Regions from separate parts of the Mus musculus genome. Here region 1 is linked to region 2. Evidence: chromatin contacts called from public HiChIP or PLAC-seq data. All regions are on one chromosome and are shown on one strand. The core of a region is the stretch at or near the end of the contact, and the rest is flanking DNA. Distances in the headings are between cores, read along the strand shown. Region 1 holds the start of Slc30a7 (solute carrier family 30 (zinc transporter), member 7). Region 2 has its middle 32 kb from the start of S1pr1.

The links. HiChIP or PLAC-seq counts read pairs in DNA pulled down with a chosen protein or histone mark.
Region 1: a contact with region 2 is called in an H3K27ac HiChIP or PLAC-seq map of microglia, with 9 times the contacts expected there. The contact joins the promoter of Slc30a7 here to the enhancer-like site in region 2. A contact is called at or near these places in 10 of 39 promoter capture datasets (3T3-L1-derived adipocytes, the C10 cell line, the HPC-7 cell line and 6 more), 1 of 15 datasets of contacts at CTCF or cohesin (the NIH/3T3 cell line), 3 of 484 Hi-C or Micro-C datasets (B cells, double positive thymocytes and nephron progenitors), 31 of 115 datasets of contacts at active chromatin or transcription factors (the 230-238 cell line, the HPC-7 cell line, the SCID.adh cell line and 21 more) and 3 of 9 other capture datasets (adipose tissue, embryonic stem cells and liver).

Annotation. Positions count from the first base shown.
Region 1 is chr3:116,004,635-116,010,277 of GRCm38.p6, forward strand. It overlaps Slc30a7 (solute carrier family 30 (zinc transporter), member 7), which reads right to left and starts at 2,772. Exons shown (of 11, transcript NM_023214.7): 1 at 2,501-2,772; 2 at 2,200-2,301. The coding sequence starts at 2,580. It overlaps Extl2 (exostosin-like glycosyltransferase 2), which reads left to right and starts at 3,663. Exons shown (of 5, transcript NM_001163514.1): 1 at 3,663-3,903.
Region 2 is chr3:115,680,435-115,685,899 of GRCm38.p6, forward strand. No RefSeq gene overlaps it. Among named protein-coding and RNA genes, the nearest start is that of S1pr1, 32 kb to the right of the region's middle. Within about 2 kb of position 2,382, at least 115 of the 459 cell types and tissues checked have an H3K27ac peak or open chromatin away from gene starts, as enhancers often do. A contact at or near this core is called in the 230-238 cell line, B cells, the HPC-7 cell line and 10 more, where this site is marked.

The DNA.
Region 1 (5,643 bases), core at 1,522-4,021, 320 kb after region 2:
ATGACTGCAGCACGACAGACAACAAAGCTCACGTGAGTCTGAATGATTTAACACAATGAAAGGATAAACCATTAGGGTATGACAGAACAAGTCACCTGAGGATAGCAGAAAGTTACCCAAAAAACAGAGGAGCAAACCACCGAAGGTCAGATAACAAGTCACGTTCCACTAATATCTCCCTTATGCAATGATGTATACTGACAAACAGCTTGGACAAAAATGGTTTTAGTACTTTAAGTGATCAGATTGGAAAGGCACTATACACCCAACTTTCCATGAAATCGATGGTTCAGACACTTAAGATATGAATCCCTAGAGCAAGGTATTCCATGAAGTGATTTATGCCAATGAAAGGTCATAATGAAATATACTAGGTAGCAATATAAAGCAATAATAAAAGATGTGTGTGTACAAAGCTACAATGTATCATAGAATAAGCAACACATATGCCAAAATTATGACAATTTAAAAAGAAAATATGAAGTATATTATAAATATATTCATTATTAAAGTATTATATTCAAATATAAGTTAAGACTATAGTATTTTCAACAAATATGATCTATCAAAAGGTATTAAATAGTTTATGAGATTAAAAATAATGTTATGAGGTATCCTTTGAAATGTACAATTCTCAGAGGAATCAAAATGGTTATTAAATACATTAAGTTAATGATGTTCATTTGACTTTTGTACCCCAAGAAATAACAAAACCAATAATCCTTATGATTTACTACTTACTGAAGGTTTTGCTTTGTTTGGGGGCTTTTGTTGTTGCTTGTTTCTTTTTTGAGACAGGGATCTCTTAGTCCTGGCTGTCCTGGAACAGATAGACCAGGCTGGCCTCGAACTCACAGAGATCCTCCTGCCTCTGCTACCCAATTGCTGGGATCAAAGGTGTACGCCAGAGAACAGATGCCATGATAACTTGATTGAAACAATTACTTTGCTCAAATACAGCAGAGTTAGAGTCCAAAGACTATGATCTTTTACCCCTCTGAAAATGGATTTTAAAAGACAGAGGCCAAGTTAGTTTACTAGAAGTAACAAAAATAGACCATAAATGGCACAGGTTAATCTACAATCCTATGTAACTCGCCTAAAGATCCTGGGAGAGTTATATCCCCCATCTTCTAATAGAGTCTCTTTCTTTAACATTTTGTTTTTATCCCTGCATGTGTGTGTCTGTCTGTACGTCTCTGTTTTTCTGTGTCTGTCACATGTGTGCATGTGCCTGTGAGGTGGAGAAAAGAATGTCAGACCCTTGAAGCTGGAGTTACAGGCAGTTGTGAGCCACCAGATATGGTGCTGAGAACGAAATCCTGATCCTCTGCAAGAGCAGTGAGCACTCTCAACTTCTGCCCCTCTTTTATCGATTCTTAGAAGGGAATAAAATCTAGAAATGGAGTTAGCACACTTCAGAAGTGTGCTCATTCTGTTATTTGCAGAGCAGTTTCACAAGCCCAGAAGTTATCCCACAGCAAATACTTAAATTCCAGTGACTTTACTTCCTTAGCGACACCGGACTCTCTTCGACCCAAATCTTGACACCATAAAACAAAAACAAACAAACAAAAAAGCCCAAAGGTGACACCAAAGCCTTCAAGTCAAAATGGCATTCTCAGAAAACTGTATGGGATTTTCTACTGCAGTAAAGATACAAGGAAAATCCTAAGACAGTTTCACTGGAAAAGAGAATGGCATATGCTTTGCCAACGGTCTCTTCACAAACCTCTTCAAAAGTCATTCAAAGGCAATCATAAATTTAACAGGGCCATTCAGATCTTTCTCTCTCAGAATCTTAGGAGTGAAATCCAAAAAAAAAAAAAAAAAAAAAAAAAAAAGCCACACCCACAGGTAGGTTAGCTAACAGGATCCTCTCATTTTTCCTGAGGCATAGCTAAGGCAAGCTGTTAAAGAGATTCATTGCATCTGCCAAATAAAAAAGTAAAAAAAAAATATGAGGAGGGGGCCTGTTTGTCAGTTCTGTTTAATGGAGTTGCAGGAAATGAGAGTCCCCGATCTTAGAACTGCAGCCCTTCCCTTTTGGTGAGAGTACGCTGAGAGCAACTCAGCAAAAGTGGTAGTGGCAAAGGTAAGACGTGAACCTGCCGGTAAGGAGCTACGTGGCACTAAGCAAATAGTGGCTTGTCTCCCTCACCCTCTGCTTCCGCCCCAATCATCTTCCCCTTTGGTTACCAGTTGCTCCAGATGCCGTAGAGTAGTTCCACAAAAGCGAAAGAGAGGTTCAGGCACAGGAAGAAAAACAGGTTCCGGGATGTCTTGTCCGACAGGATGGACCTGGGCACGATACAGGTGATCAGAAGCAAGCAGGAGCCAAGGGGGTTGCGGGGACCCCTCAAAACCCACCCAGTCCGCATGCTCGTTCCACCACAGCAGGAGGGTGACGCTCCCATGCTGGACCTCAGGCCATCCTTAGCACCCAGCTTTGTCTCAGCATCCCGGGCAGCCCCCTCCCAGCAATCACAGCACCCCGCACCTAAACCAGCCTGAGATCTTGCCGAACAGATTGAACTTGGGTGGTTTGTATTCATCATCCTTGATGGACAGGGGCAACATCTTCTCCACCCGGCGAAGGGCCGGGTCTCCGTCCCTCTAGAAGTGACTCGGTATGGTGGCGGCAGTGACAGCGGTGACGCTTCAAACGCGGACCCCAAAGCGCTTGACCGCCGCGGCACCGCCGCGAGACACAGACACAGACACACACCCGGGAATTCGAGGACTTCCGGCCCGGGCCGCGCAACGCGTCCTGGGACGGGAAAGCGGGAGGCGGGGGCGGGGACTCCGGCAGGGGAGGGGCTTACGGGGAGGAGGCGGGGCTTGGGGGCTGCGGAAAGTCCGAGCTGAAAGCTTGGGGATCTATCTCTAGCTGAGCTAGGGGTCCTATCTCCTGAACTCACGAAAGATACCCCTGCTGGCTCTCTGCAGACGTGGCTGACTGGTTCAGGGCCCGCTGTCACCCACCCAGATCGCCCATCACTATCGTCCCCGGATGCAGTGCAGCCCGCTCCTGCTCCTTCAGCATTAACCCCCTAAAGGACCTCAAATCCCCGCTGTGCCTTAGGCAGCATCACTGAAAAGCCCAGGCGGCCACGTGCTGCGCCGCCACTGCACGGGATGTGCGAGAATGGCTTCCCGAGGTCAACGCTAAGGGAGTCCACCCCCACCCGCGGAAACCGTCACGCGGGACGCGATCGTTGAGTGCTTTGCAAAAGAAACACTTAAAGGTATTTTAAAACGTCCTTTAGGAAGAGGGCCATAGACTATGGCCTTGAGGTCCGCTTCTTGCTGTTTCTCCCCTGCAACCTCATTCGGTTGTAGCCCTGAAGGCAACCGCAGACAGGTTCCTTTAGCATCCTTGTCACCCCCAAGACAGTAGCTGTCACTATGGTCCATTTCAGGAGGTGCAGATACAAGCCTGTTGGGTGGGAGGCTGGGGATGAGCCTTGTGGGCCTGGGCTGGCTAGAGAGACACTCTCCAGCATCTTTCTAGGGGATTGTTTAGACAAGGTCAGCTGGCCGATCACGTGAATGATTAAAAGTTATTACCTAGAAGGGGAAACCCGGAAAGGGGGTCTGGTTTGGGGAGGTGGCTTGGAAACTACAAAACCGAGCTTCTTGGGAAAGCCTTTTTGCCTAACAGGAAGTGGAGCGTCACCCAAAGCGAGGGAGGGGTGGCCACTCAGGAACTGTCCCCTGCTCCAGGCACTCACTTTGCAGGCGGCGCATTTCCTAGGTTATCAATTGGACGGGCAGAGAGGTTGGAAGCCCGGTTTAGGAAAGGGGTGGAAAAGAGGCAAGCAAAGGAGACTCTCCTTTCGATTTATGCTAACCAAGCTGCAAATAAACCCGCTGGCCCCGCTGCAATCTTCTGCACTAGAGGTGAGGCAACTGTGAAATTCTCTTTCATTGATTTTATCTTTCCATTTGGGACCTCTGCTTGTTTTGCCCTCGTTCTTGGAACTTTGTGGGTAGGAAGGATTTATTCTGTAATTTAGATTTTTGAAAATAGATCTTGATTTTTTTTTAATGTTCCTCTTTAAAAACTGCTGGTAACAAACGGCTTGATTCTATAAGTTCTAGGACAAACATGTCTCTTTTGTCTTTGCCTTTCTTGGACCATTATTGTCATGTAAGCAAATATTCTCAATTAGTAGCATTTACTTTTTAAAGGCTACTCTGTTGTTGTTGTTCAGAGCAGTTTTTCAATTCTACCCTACTGCATTGCTGAGGAAGCCAGAACTGACTGCAGACGAGGTCGTTTAAGGCAAAATAGCTATTGCAATTGATTTTTTCCCCCTTGAAGACTGCTTTATTTAAGTATGATGGTGGGGATGGTATATCAAAATAATCAAGTTTCAGCAATGGATTTCCAGCCTTCTCATTAAGGTCACCTGCAATTTGAGCCTATGTGGTTTTTATCCTGCCTTTGGAAATAAATTCTGTATTCCATCTTGCACTGTTGTAAATCCGAAGTTGCTTAGCTGGCATAGATAGGGAGGAACCCATATTACCTGTTATTGAATAGTTTTGAAAGGCATTAAAGAAATTTAATTTCAGCTTTATCAGTTTCCTAGATTTGTTACGATATAAGGTAGATCTGCTCTTGAAGATCTTCTCCCTTCTGACTGTGGCCATGCTATTTTTTAATCCTTAGCCCTGGACAGCATAAAGGCCAATCAGCGTTAAAGGCATTTTCGTTTGCAGTATAAAGGACAGAAGGACACTCTTTAAACCAGGAAAAGTTGTTTCTACTGTGCCTCACTTCTTTTTGTAATCTTTAAATAATATCTATCCTGTTCATGTTAACCTACACATAGGTTAACATATGTCCCACATGTTAACACACGTCCCACACGTCAAAATAGAACTCAGTTATCATTTGGAGATTATCTTGTATGTGTTGGGTGTCCAGACTATAAAGCAAGATAAGTGAGAGTTCTTCTCCGGGGAGAGTTTTATGGAGAGGACAAATTAATGTGAAGAGAGGGAGGTGGGGAGAAAGGCAAACCCATCGGTATTTTAGATGGTGCAGTCTTTAAGTTGTGCAGCAGCGATGAATTTGAAACAGTGAACAGAGACAACAGCTATTGCTCGATGAGCCTTTCTGCCTGTGCTCACCCATTCATCTTACTCCCGCAGTAATTCTTATCATTAAAAGAAGGAGTTGGGCGCACAACGATTTTGATTCCTTAGCTCTGTGTTGGTGGTCAGTGTTTAAGCAAGCCTGCAGTCACACGAGGTACTTGGGAAGTCTCCAGTCATAGGTCCGTTGTGCATTACAAAGACTAAATGGCTAGAGAAGACTACAGAATAGATACAGTAATAAATGTTCTTAAATTAATAAGTGTATCTCTATTTTAAATACTTATGTATCTATTCAGTTAGTCGCTTTAGATGAACGCGCTGTATGGCGTGGTTAGTTGTGTGGTTGAAGATTGAAATATGAAAGCAGAGAAGATGAAAGGACGGACATTCCTCCTGTTCTGAGTCCTTTCCGGTAACAGACAGCAAGAATGACAAGGGTGCCATCTGTCAACCTCAGTAATCCGTGTGGCGTTTATCTGCAACCCTATTTTAGACCCATGCTTTATTAGATACATCAGATTGTTGTCCTATGAA
Region 2 (5,465 bases), core at 1,132-3,631:
AATGCTACTGTTGATTTCTGACTTGCACACACGTGTGAGTGCATGTCAAAGTCAGATTTTTTCCCCTCCCTCGGCGTGTACTATGAGTCCTCTTGTGCAAGCACTGGTGTGAGCTTGGAGAGAGGCACGTGAATAACTATGGAGAATGGGTATGAGGCATAGGCTTGCTTCTGTCTGAGACCATAGTCCTAGGGTTGCTCCAACTTTCCCATGATGGATATCTTCAAGAAGTTATACCAGCTATTTGACCCACATGAGAGGAGTGCTGATACCACAGCCTTGAAATAATGTAGACTTCTTACCTACCCTTGCTCACTCAAACGCCGTGATACTCGTGAGGGAGGGAATATAAATATAGTCCTAATATATGAAATTCTCAAAAACATAAAAATGTTAAATGTTTTAAATGCAATAGTATCCTTAGATATATACTATATTACCTCTGGAAACTAAAAATGCCTTCCAAGAGTTGCTCTTCCTTATTTGTGGTAGGGACTCCAATAGACCTCTTTATTTTAAAAGGATGGTCAAGAACCAGTGAAATAGCTCTGTTTCACTGTTAAAAGTCCTGGCTGCCAAGCTTGATGACCTGAGTTCAATCCTCAAGACCCACATCTGCATCTTCTTGGTCTGTAACAGGAGCATTAGTCTCTCATTTTCCACATTTATAGGATGAACCTTGGGGGTATCGCCTGACCTTCTCCATTACAGCATTCCATTCCCCCACAAGTCAGCAATGCCATGTGAGAGATTCTCCGTGCATTAATGATAGATAGATAGATATTCAATGACATGAGAAATAATCATGGTGTGTTTTTAGGGATCTAGTAAACCCCCACTGAGCTTGAATTTATCCAAATATGTATTTGTTTTCTAGGTCCCACAAAGCTCCAGTCTAACAGAAGGCCACATGTTACTTGGTCTCTGGGGATCAACTCAAACCACATGTTCCTTAAACTGTCAAGGTATTTCCTGCCCTCAGGGTCAGGGCTTACACATTAAAACAATTCCCTTGTTGCCATCTCAAGCTGAGACCAAAAAAAAATGGAGCCTATGGGTCTCATTTGGCTAGTCATTGAATGTAAGCATCCCTGAAAGGGCTGTCTGAGTACACTAACCCAGGATCCTGGAAGCCATGATCATTAGTTCTTTGTTCCTGAAGTGGTATCTGGATGTTGTTACTGTGTCAAGCACTGTAATGTCCCTGGAGAAAATGTCTAGAAGGGAGAAAGAAGCAAGACTGGGCAGAGGGAGAAGGTGGATTATGGTGGTGGTATCACAGAGATGCCAGCCAGTCCTACATGGATCTTTGGCACCAGCATGGCCTCTCAGAATTGTCCTGAACTATCAAATCCTGAGTCTTCTTTCTACCAGCATTAGATGCAGGCTGCTCTTGGTGAAGAAATGTGATATAGGAGGAGAATGGGCTGGGGTTGATGGTACCTTCCCAATATCCCAGCTCTCAGGCTGAGGTGGAAGCATTGCGAGTTTGAGGTTGATCTTGGCTACCTAGTGATGACCTGTCTTTCAGAAAACAAAAGCTGGGGATGTCACTCAGTGTCAGAGTGTTTGCCTAGCATGTGAGAGGCCCTAGGTTCCATTCTCAGTACTAGAAACAAAATAAAACAAAACAAAAACAAACAAACAACAAAAAAAGCAAGCTAACGAAATGGGAAAAGAGAAAAGAAATGAAGTGGGAGAGGGAGATAGGGAGGAAAAGGGAAGAGAAGAGGCGAAAGAGAGGGTAGGAAAAGAAGGAAAGAAGAAGCAGGAAGGAGAGGAAGGAAAGGAAAGGAAAGGAAAGGAAAGGAAAGGAAAGGAAAGGAAAGGAAAGGAAAGGAAAGGAAAGGAAAGGAAAGGAAAGGAAAGGAAAGGAAGGAAAAGAAGAAAAGAGAGGGAAGAAAGGAAGAGTCGCTGTAAGCTGCGAATGATGAACCCCTCCAGCAGTTGGGAGATGCACACCTCATACTGAAAAGAACGTCTGGGTGATATGCGGGGTCACCACCAGGAGCATTCAGCTCATAGATGGTAATTCAAAGCATGGATATGAATGTGATTACTAAGAAGAAAATGCAGACAGTAGGGAAAAGAGGAAGTAGGGTGCCAGGGGGTGCATGCTTGTAGTCTCAGTTAGTTGAGAGCCTGCGACTCTCATGTGAGCCTAAGAGTTTGAGGCCAGACTGAGGGCCAAAAAAGGTCCCACTTCAGAAGAGAAGTGGTGCCTAGAGTTTAGAAGAGTTTAGAAGAGAAGTGGTGCCTAGAGTTTAGTAAGCGGCTGTTTGTAGCATTGCAGATCTATTTCCACCCCAAACCATCAGGGCACCAACCCGGTTCTCATCTCGTCTCATACACAGGAAGAGACAAGGTGGGGCTCTGCCAAGCTGACAACCACCGCTTGGCACAGTTGTTGTGGCTCCTCGCTGTCTTTTTCTTCCATTGACAGTCACGTGTGTCAGCCTTCAAACTGGTAAACAGGGGATGGGGCAAAAGGTCAAAGGGGGTCAGATCTCGATCTGAGCGCACTGGTGTGCGTGATCAGCTGTGTTTCCTCATTATAATCAGGAAATCCTGTCTCCCTTCAGTGGAGGCACATCTGGAGAGTCAGCAAGGGTGGGGAAGGGCAGGGGGGGAGGGAGGAAAAGGGGAAGAGGGTGGGGTCAGGTAGCAAGGAAGGGAGAGGCTCATCTCTCCTTTCTGGGCTCAAAATAAGCCTTCATTTCTTTAGTTCTTATACATGTACCTCTGCTCTCTGCTACACTTCTTTCCCCATTAGCCTCTGCTGTCTTTATAATTTCATTACTAGCTAAAGGGAATTTCACTGCATTTAAAGAGGAGGTAAGTGTACATGCTGAGCTGTAGGAGGCTGTCTCAAAAAAAAACGTTAAAAACTTAAAGTAATACTTTAAAGTATGAATACGTTTGTGTGCATGTCTGTATAATGTACATGTGCATTCAGATATGGTGGTGCACTGTTACAATCTCAGCAATTGAGAGGCCGAAGGAGGGAGATCATGAGTTGCAGACCAGCTTAGGCAACATGGGAAGAACCTGTCTCAAAGAAAGGGATGTGACTCAGTTGATATTCTACTTGCCTGACCTGTTTTATGCCTTGAGTCCAGTTCCGAATAGTTTATAAACCAGCAAGGTAAAAGCAGGGAGATCAGAAGTTCAAGGCTATCCTCAACTACATAGGCTATTTGGGGTTAGCCTGAAATACAAGAAACTGGCTTAAGAGAAACAGACATACAGTAACAACTACCCTAACTTTTAAATGGCCAACTTTTGCAAAGAGTTTATTGCATGTCGTTTATAATGTGAGCTCTGGTGTTGAAAATAAAGATTGAGTTGTTAATTTTAGATTTATTTATTTATTTATTTATTATATGTAACTACACTGTAGTTATCTTCAGACACACACTAGAAAAGTGCATCAAATCCCATTATAGATGCTTGTGAGCCACCATGTGGTTGCTGGGATTTGAACTCAGGACCACTGGAAGAACAGTCAGTTCTCTTAACTACTGAGCCATCTCTCTAGCCCCGAGTTGTTAATTTTAAATTGTAGCAGTAATTGGGTTTTTATTGCCTCTACCTCCAGAGTGCTAAGAATTAGGTGTTTGACAACCAAGCCTAGCTTATGTGGAGGTAAGAATTGAATTCAGAATTTTGTAGATACCAGGTGTGATGGTTTGTATATTCTTGGACCAGGGAGTGGCACCATTTGGAGGTGTGGCCTTGTTCGAATAGGTGTGTCCTGGTTGGAATAGGTGTGTCACTGTGGGTGTGGGCTTAAGACCCTCACCCTAGTTGCCTGGAAAGTCAGTCTTCTACTAGCAGCCTTTGGATGAAGATGTAAAACTCTCAGCTCTGCCTGCGACATGCCTGCCTGGATACTGCCATGCTCCCACCTTGATGATAATGGACTGAACCTCTGAACCTGTAAGCCAGCCCCAAGTAAATGTTGTTTTTTATAAGACTTGCCTTGGTCATGGTGTCTGTTCACAGCAGTAAAACCCTAACTAAGACACCAGGTAAGCCGTCTAATGGCTGAGCTGTATCCCTGACCTGCTTGCTTCTCTTCTTGTTTGAGACAGGAGATCAGGCTGGCCTGAAACATGCCTGGATCCTCCTGTCTCTGGCTCCTGAGTGCAGGGATTACAGGCATATGTCACCACATGCAGCAGCTGCTTGTTCTATACGCCTTATTTTTCAAACGTTTATTTATTACTCTAATGTGTGTGCAATGCATATATGCCAGTTCCTGCAAGAGTGCACATGCGGAGGGCCAGGGACAATTTGTAGGACTCAATTCTTTCTCCTTCTACCCATCCACGGGTTCCGGGAGTTGAACTTAGAACATCAGGTAGGTGTGCTAAGTGCCTTCACCCACTTAGCAAGCTCTCTGGCTCTATATACCCTGTATATTTTATGAACAAAAATGTAAAGTTGTCTTTTTTTTTTTTTTTTAGAATCAAAACCAGGTTTCTGGTAAGGTCTTCTTCTCTCCTCTTCCTCCTCACTTGTAGCCTGTGACCTGGATCAGACATGGAGTCTGCCAGTTTCTGTTACCCTGCTCTTGCCTGACTAGGAGAATTTTCTGTGCCATTTGCAACACTCACTACTACTTTCTACTGAACTTCAAATGTCCTAGAGACCTTGGTCATTTCTAGGACTCCTTGTATGTCAACAGCATGTTTCATGAGTTTGGCACTATGTATCAGTGTAATCTAATTTCTGTTGTCTGTAAGAAGGGTCTCTCTGGCTCTTCACAACCTGCCACTGCATCAGCAACTGGAACTTTGACCATAAGCTTTCTCTAACGGATTGATACCAGGAGCTCTGCCAGCGTGGGCCTGCCTGCCTGCAGTTTATTGGAAGGAAAGCTAATGTGGCCTCCACACTTGTGTTGTCTCCTTTTGCACTTGACAGCTCCTCATGCAAGGACGCAGCCTTATCTTTCTCTTTTTTATTGTATTTTGTGTATACTAACCTCTTGCCTGCATGCCACAGTCTTGCCTAGTCAGAAGAGGGGATCAGATCTCCTTTAACTGGAGCTGCTGATGGTTGTGAGCCACCTTGTGGGTGCTGAGAATCAAACCTGGGTCTTGGGGAAGAGCAGCAAGAGAACAAAGTAAGAGAGAGAGATGCTGGAAGTGTGCTCACAGGAACCGCGCCAGTTTTTACATTACTTGGCTTGCCTTGTTCAAGTCATTGTTCTAGCAACCAAATGGCTGGCTTATTTTAAAGCCTACCCTTTGTCCACTATAAATGTAGACTCCGAATGAAATGAAGCTTCTTTCCCAAGCCATAGGATGTTTAGGCTGCTGACAAAGACACACCTGTCAACCGTTTCCATTTACTGAGGCTTTATTGGGTTTTTGATGTTGCTGTTTGTGTTTCAGACAAGGTCTGTCTATATAGTCCAACCTGGCCTCAAACTCAAAATCTTCCTGCCTCCTTCCCGA